2 separate regions of the Gossypium hirsutum genome follow, and region 2 is linked to region 1. A link is a contact called in public Hi-C data. All regions are on one chromosome and are shown on one strand. The core of a region is the stretch at or near the end of the contact, and the rest is flanking DNA. Distances in the headings are between cores, read along the strand shown. Region 1 holds the start of LOC107943755 (probable serine/threonine-protein kinase At1g54610). Region 2 holds the start of LOC121228212 (leucine-rich repeat extensin-like protein 5).

What was found. A called contact is a pair of places that touch in the nucleus more often than the background predicts.
Region 2: a contact with region 1 is called in a Hi-C map of leaf, with 1.7 times the contacts expected there. The contact joins the promoter of LOC121228212 here to the promoter of LOC107943755 in region 1. A contact is called at or near these places in 2 of 34 Hi-C or Micro-C datasets (hypocotyl and leaf).

What each region holds. Positions count from the first base shown.
Region 1 is chrA04:81,811,208-81,814,662 of Gossypium_hirsutum_v2.1, forward strand. LOC107943755 (probable serine/threonine-protein kinase At1g54610) reads right to left here and starts at 1,949. Exons shown (of 8, transcript XM_016877548.2): 1 at 888-1,949; 2 at 225-525; 3 at 1-46. The coding sequence starts at 943.
Region 2 is chrA04:81,977,671-81,981,125 of Gossypium_hirsutum_v2.1, forward strand. LOC121228212 (leucine-rich repeat extensin-like protein 5) reads right to left here and starts at 1,682. Exons shown (of 3, transcript XM_041111515.1): 1 at 1,117-1,682. The coding sequence starts at 1,281. LOC121228431 (U1 spliceosomal RNA) reads right to left here and starts at 2,997; the gene lies at 2,837-2,997.

The sequences.
Region 1 (3,455 bases), core at 699-3,198:
GACAATGATCAAGTCCACTTAGAAGTTGAAGCATATAGCACTTAATCTGACCAAAAATGAAAAAAGAAATTATGAACATAATGCCCAAGAAGAGACATCATTATAAATTGCAGAATAAAGGCGTTTAGGTGACTGTGGCACCATGTTGCATCTTGATACTGCTCCATTAAGAGACACTATTGAACAGCAGCAAGAAATAACTAATAAAACCATTTTAAGATTACCTGAGGCTCGGAAAACTTGATTCCAGGAAGAGATGCAAGTCCCACAAGATCATGTTCCATATATTCGAAAACAAGGTATAAGCTGCATGACGTATGGGATGTGATCAAGCCTTCCAATTTTATAACATTTGGATGATTGAGTCTTCGTAAGAGATTAATCTCCCTTGCCATAAACTTCACACTCTCAGGGTCATGATTATCAAACCGCACTTTTTTCAAAGCCACGAGTTTATTATGAACGACATCACGTGCCTTGTACACACTACTATAAGTTCCTTGGCCAATCTGCAAGAATGAACTACTATCATACAAAAAAACCAAATGAAGGAAAATGAGAATATCAACATGGGAAATGGAATTCATATATTAAGATGAGTTTCTCTGACAAACTAAATCACTATGGACCCTCCTCCATAATACAATATCTTCAAAGACATGTCTTGATAAAAAGGGCCAACTATCAGACTAGATCTTCTTCATTGTTCACCAAAAAACAAAAGGGCCTTTGCTTGTTGGAACTAATTACTCAGGTCAAATTGAATATTCAACTAGGCAAGCTAATGAGAAAATGTAAAGCATCATTAGCCAGTTGTTCATTAGACATGATGAACATGGATCAAGATTCAAAAAAAAAAAAAGAGTAAAAAGAGGATCAAAACCTACTTTATCCAACTTTTCGAAGGTGTTGGCCCGTCGGGGTATCCATCCCTTGAGAGCATCACTAGCCACAGCAACAAGCCAAGAAGGCCACCCTGCTGCAACCTGTTCACCTTTTATACTATTCAACACCCTTCCTGAACCAGGATGAAGATGATGATGACCAACAGTAATTGTATTTGCAACCTCACAGTTCTCCACCTTATTAATTGTCTCAATCACCTCGAACTTATCAATAATCCTCTCCTTCTCAGCTCGATCATTATAACAATAACGATTGGAACCACTGGTTTTTTTATCAATCAACAACACTTTCACATCACCACCATCGTATTTATCCTTTGATCCAACACTATCCTCTCTTCTTGACGAATCGGCTCGTGGAACAAGCTTATCCAACGACCCTTTTCGCCTCAGCTTCTCTTTGTGATTCTCACGACTATCTTCGACAGCCGCAGACTTGGAACTCATACAACCCATGTTTCTATATGTACAGAAATTACAATCGCCTAAACAACAAATAACCTACTTTAACAATAAAATTTGCTAACTCTAAGAGAAATCCAATCCATCAAATACACCCAAAGTTGAAGAATTTTGGACTGCAAGACCGACACCAATCGAAAAGCTTTTATCTTTCAATCCTTTTTGAACAATTCAAAGTCACCCACCAAGACCCAAATTTTTCCAAATCAGAGTATCCCACAAGTAAACGTCAATATCGGGGCATCAGAAAACAGAGAAAGAAACAATAAAAAAGAAAACCAGAAGAAATTCAAAGCAACTGACAATCTGGGAAACAAATGAAATAGAGAAACTTTAACTAATCGCGAAGGAAACTATTATTGCTGGTCTTGGATTTTTTATTTTTTATTTTTTTTGGGGGGGGGGGAATAAACGCGTAGGCACAAACGTGTTAAGAAAGTAGATTTTGGATTCAACAAAGGAAAAACAAAAAAAAGGAAAGGAGGTTTTTTTTTTTTTTTTGCCTTTGGGTGGGCTGAAGTGGAGGGGTGTTTGAATGAATGTTGCATTGTTGCATTTAACGCGTTAAGATTTGACAACTATACTGTGTATGTCTGGTTTTTTTTTTTTCTTATTTAATAATAATAATAATGTATTAGGGCAGGCCTAGGCCTACCACTAATTTATTCACACTCGAAACCATTTTTGACCTTGTGAAATATCCCAATATCCGTGATTCTCTTTATATTTCTCTTTATTTCGGCCTTTGGGTAGTTCCCATTTTCCTTTTATTTTAACCCTAACTCTTGTTTGTAAACGATTAGAATATCTCAAATTGTTTTCTTTAAGTTATTTATTATATGTAACCCTTTGGTTATGAGATCTCATAAAAATAATTATGTTAATCCAATTCTTTTGAAAATAATCTTTTTTAATAATTGTATAAACATAAAGATCAGATCACGACATTACATCTTAAATATTTAACACGTAAATTATCATTTAACTTATAATAAAACTCAATAAGCTCAAAATTATTTAGACAATTCTAGGACTGCATGACAAGACTTCAATCACATCCATACACCTTAACTCAGCTACCACTTCTACTTACCATCTAGACGCATTGGGACACCCATACCCATATTAAACCCATAAGCTATTCACTTATTTACCAAAACTGTACTAAACCCCTCTTAGTCTCTCCACTCCACTACTCTCTCACCTAAACCACTCTAAATGGCTCTTCACACCCTCTTGTGTAGGGAAGGCAACAGGTCGAGATTAGGTGAATTTTTGCCTGCACCAATTTCAATTCAAAGGTTGATGAATCCGCCTCATTCTTTTAAAAAATATTTTACCCCAAACCTGACTCAAAAATTAATAGAAGACCCGACCCAACTCGACTTAAATTTAATTTAATTATTTTATTTTATTTTATTTTATTTTAAAGTAAGTAAGATTAATTTTTTAAGTTTAGACTTAAAAATTAATATATATTTTTTATTTATATATTTATTTATTAAAAATAAAAACTTAATATATGTATATATAAAGGCATTTTTATAAATATCCCAAAATAAGATAGAGTGGATTTCCCTCAAAACTTGACATAATTTTTTTTTCTAATTTCACTCGACTTAACTCACTCTGCATCTAATTTTTCAAAAAAAAAATTCTATTCCTAACAAATTAGGTTGAGTCGAAATCCATCAAATTCAAATTTTTTTGCCACCCTTACTCTTGTATACCCACAACTATCAACACCAAATCATGTATCAACATTATTTTATATTAATAGATTTTATGAATAAAGAAAATGTTAAAATGTTAGTATAATTTTAAATATATATTAAAAGTAAATGACACAATAACTTATTTAAACCTCTAACTTTACAAAAAAAATTATTTTAGAATTTTATTTAATTTTTTTAGTCTATTTTAACCCTTCAAAAACTTGTGATTTTTTGTTAAATCACCACAAAATGAATGAAAAAGTTAATGTTTTCTAACTTTGTTGATGTTGCATATATGTGAATTGCAACGTAAATGACACGTCGGCATTTAATTAATTTATTAAAATTTAAAAATTTAGAAAAATTTTAAAAC
Region 2 (3,455 bases), core at 432-2,931, 170 kb after region 1:
GCAACACAGTGATCAAAGATGATGAATAAGTTTAGCTCAATTTTCCCTAGAACAGTCAGGATATGTAACATAACCCCAAAGACAATATAGTAACATGATGAAGAGAAACATCCAAGGCTCTAAATATGAGAACTTTTTGCGTCTAAACTTTAGTTTGTGGAACTCCCATGAAACTGCATCTGCATGTGACCTGTCCCAGATTTAGTCATTGTTTCTCTAGGGAACTACAATGACAAATGCTTAGGACCAAGAACTACATGTCACCTTTCTAGGTTTGGTCATTTTTTGTCTAGGCAAATGCTTATGATCCAGGATTGAAATGCAATAAAGATATATACTATGGGCAATAAAAACACAAAATAATGGACTTAAGCTCCCTCTCCACCGACAGCTACAAAACACACATATCCATTGCTGATTTTTCATGAATGTAGCATGTGATTAAGGTTTTATTTGAATAAAAAAAAACTCAAACAAAAAAATGCTACACATATACCACAAAATGTGATATAACTTATAATATACATCACTAAGTACAATAAAGTTTTTCTCCACTCCATTGAAGACTGAACTTCAGGTGTTACTCCCTGCAATAGGGAAACAATTTGTAATTTTTTTTATAGAAAGGGTGTAAGCAATGCAAAAGAACCACTAATTTATTGTCCTCTTAAAAAAGGGGTCCAGCGATATATATCTATACGCACATATAATTTATTATCAAATGACCAAAAAAACCCACAAAAAATAAAAAAGAGAAAGAAAATAGCTCCAGCCATAGAAGGGGAAAAATTAGAGAATATGGAAGTTCACATCTATACACTCAAATCTTCCTTTTGGTTACAATTATTTTCAATACAAGCCTATACGTTTTCTCATACTTACACCCCAAATCAAGATAAAATGTTCTAATCTGTGCTATTTTAAAGTCAACTATCGATCAAACAGTTAACCAAATTTAAAAAAAAATGTCACAAAACGAAGCATTTTTACATTGTTAAGCCTTTCTCTTTTTCAAAATCAACCCTGTCGATAAAACCCTAATCAGATCAAAACCCCCTCCCAAAAAAAAAGAAAGAAAACCCTACAAATTAAAAAAAAAATAGCAACAATATATACCGTGGAAGAGCTGGTGGTACTGGTACCGAGTGCAGCTTCGGCGTGGCTACCATTTGACGATTCCTGGTTCCCGTAGTCCTCATACGAGCAAAGAATATCATCGGACCCAAAATCGAACCCTTTGGAACCACTCGAGTTGCCCCGACCCGATAACCCAGATGCCATATTCTCCTGAAAAAGAAAAACTGAAAACTTTCCACAGATCGAAACAGTAAAATTAGTGTTTCTCGGAAGAGGGAAATAAAATCAAGATTTTTGCACCCTTTATTTATACCCCGTAAACAGAAAAGGATAGAAAAAAGAAAAAAACAAAGATTGGGATTGAAGCTTGAACTAACTTGTATAGAAAGGAAAGAAAAAGGAAGGAAATTTCTTTGAAGGATGAGTTGAATTTGATGTAAAGGGTGGAAGAGTTGAGAAAACGTTTTAAAAATGGGTGATTTTGGGCTTTGATAAAAGGTGGAGGATGATGATATGATCCTTCCTTTTGTTTCCACATTTATTATTTGGATCTCGCGCCTTTCAACACGCGTATATAAATATATTACCTAAACCATAATTATTTTATAATATATTATTAAATTGTTGAAACACGAATGATATCCAAATATATGATTACCCCTTTTTGTTTTCTTTTTCTATTGTCAACAGTCATTCTTATCTCATATTATCTTTTGGAATTGTCTTATATGATGATGCTTCATTAGCTATTTGTTTTTTATTTTTTCTATTTATTTCTCATATTATAAATTAATTTTTTTCTTTCTAGTCTTGCTTCCTACTCCAACGACTATTACTCACCAAACGAATTAAGAATTTCATGTATATATCATATATATATCTATTATTGAGACAAAAACAAAAAGGAGAAAATGACAGATTAGATGGTGAAGAAAATGTGATCATGTCAAGAGTCGATTTTACATAGGCAGTTCAACAGAGTTTTGGCATAAAGATATGGTTCTGCCTCTAATGATGATGGAGGAATATTTATGCAAGGATAGTCACAACTACTTTTAAAATTTGTTATTTGATAAAGGCCAAGATAATCTTTTAGTAAAACAACAATTAGATTGATGAATCTTGTGATCATATAAAGATTAGACTTGAATAGATTTGATAAAATTACACATTTATCATACATAACAGAAGCTCGGCACCTACCTTTGCAAAATGTATAAAAAAATTCTACATGTTAAGCATGTCATTAGTAAATGAGGTCCATGATTTAGTGAAATAAATACCACGAAGGTTGAGCTGATGTATACCAGTTGCTTAAAACCTTTTCCATTTGATTGGTAACTCCATATGTCGCACTTCTTTTTGTTTTTGTGTCTGATGTGGGTCTCGTTTCATTTTTTCCAGACTAATCAAGTAATCATTTAGTTGAAAAGATTTGTTGTGTGGCCTTTTAACATATGTGTCACTAGTAAGTTGACGTATTTGTATTTGGAAGAGCTGAGGTTGATTTTTATTTGCGACAGCAAACATCTTGACTACCAAACCAAATTAAAGCTAGGAAATTGAGAAATTAGAACCCGGTGCACCTTTATACATTTGCTTAGTGCATCATGCCTACAACTAAACCATAACGACAAGCACTTTTGCCTATATTGCAGGGGATTCATGATTGGCAACCATTCAACTAATCCCAGATCAGGTAGTTCCTTGATAGAATCAATTAATAGAGATAATGTAGAAAGACTTGAAACTGAAGATGGTAGGGGCCGCGCGAACGCAGGCTCCCGCTGCCACAAATTATGACGTAGGCTCTCCCACTTGGGGAGACCTTAAAGCAGCACCCCTCCCAAGTGCAATGGAGGTCACTACCCTAGGCCATGAACCTTATTGATCGCTCATTGACCCCGTCCAGGTAAGTATGTTCATCAGTTGCATCTTGATTCATATTTATAAAGTTCAGCGCTTTGTAAACTCTATTCAATTGTCGATGTGGGATTGCCTGCCAATCGCTTTTCATTAAGAAATCAAGGTAGAAAAGAAAAACGGGGGAGAAGGACAAAAAACGACAGTGTTTCCATGAAATTGGTAACAAAATAGCTAACATATATTTTAAACAAAAAAGATGGTAAATAAATCCTTTAAAAAGCAGGATCTACTTAATATAATAGTTTTCCTCTGCTTTAATTATTGAAAATGCACTATAAGCATACATAAAATATTTGAGCAAACTAATTTGAATGTTATTCAATAAATATTTATATTTAATTAAAAATATACAAAATTTAATATATTACTATACATACATTTCATTCCAAGTTCATGGATATATTTTGTAAGGTTAAAGTTTAAGTTGAACTAAGTTTGAAGAAAACGGTGGA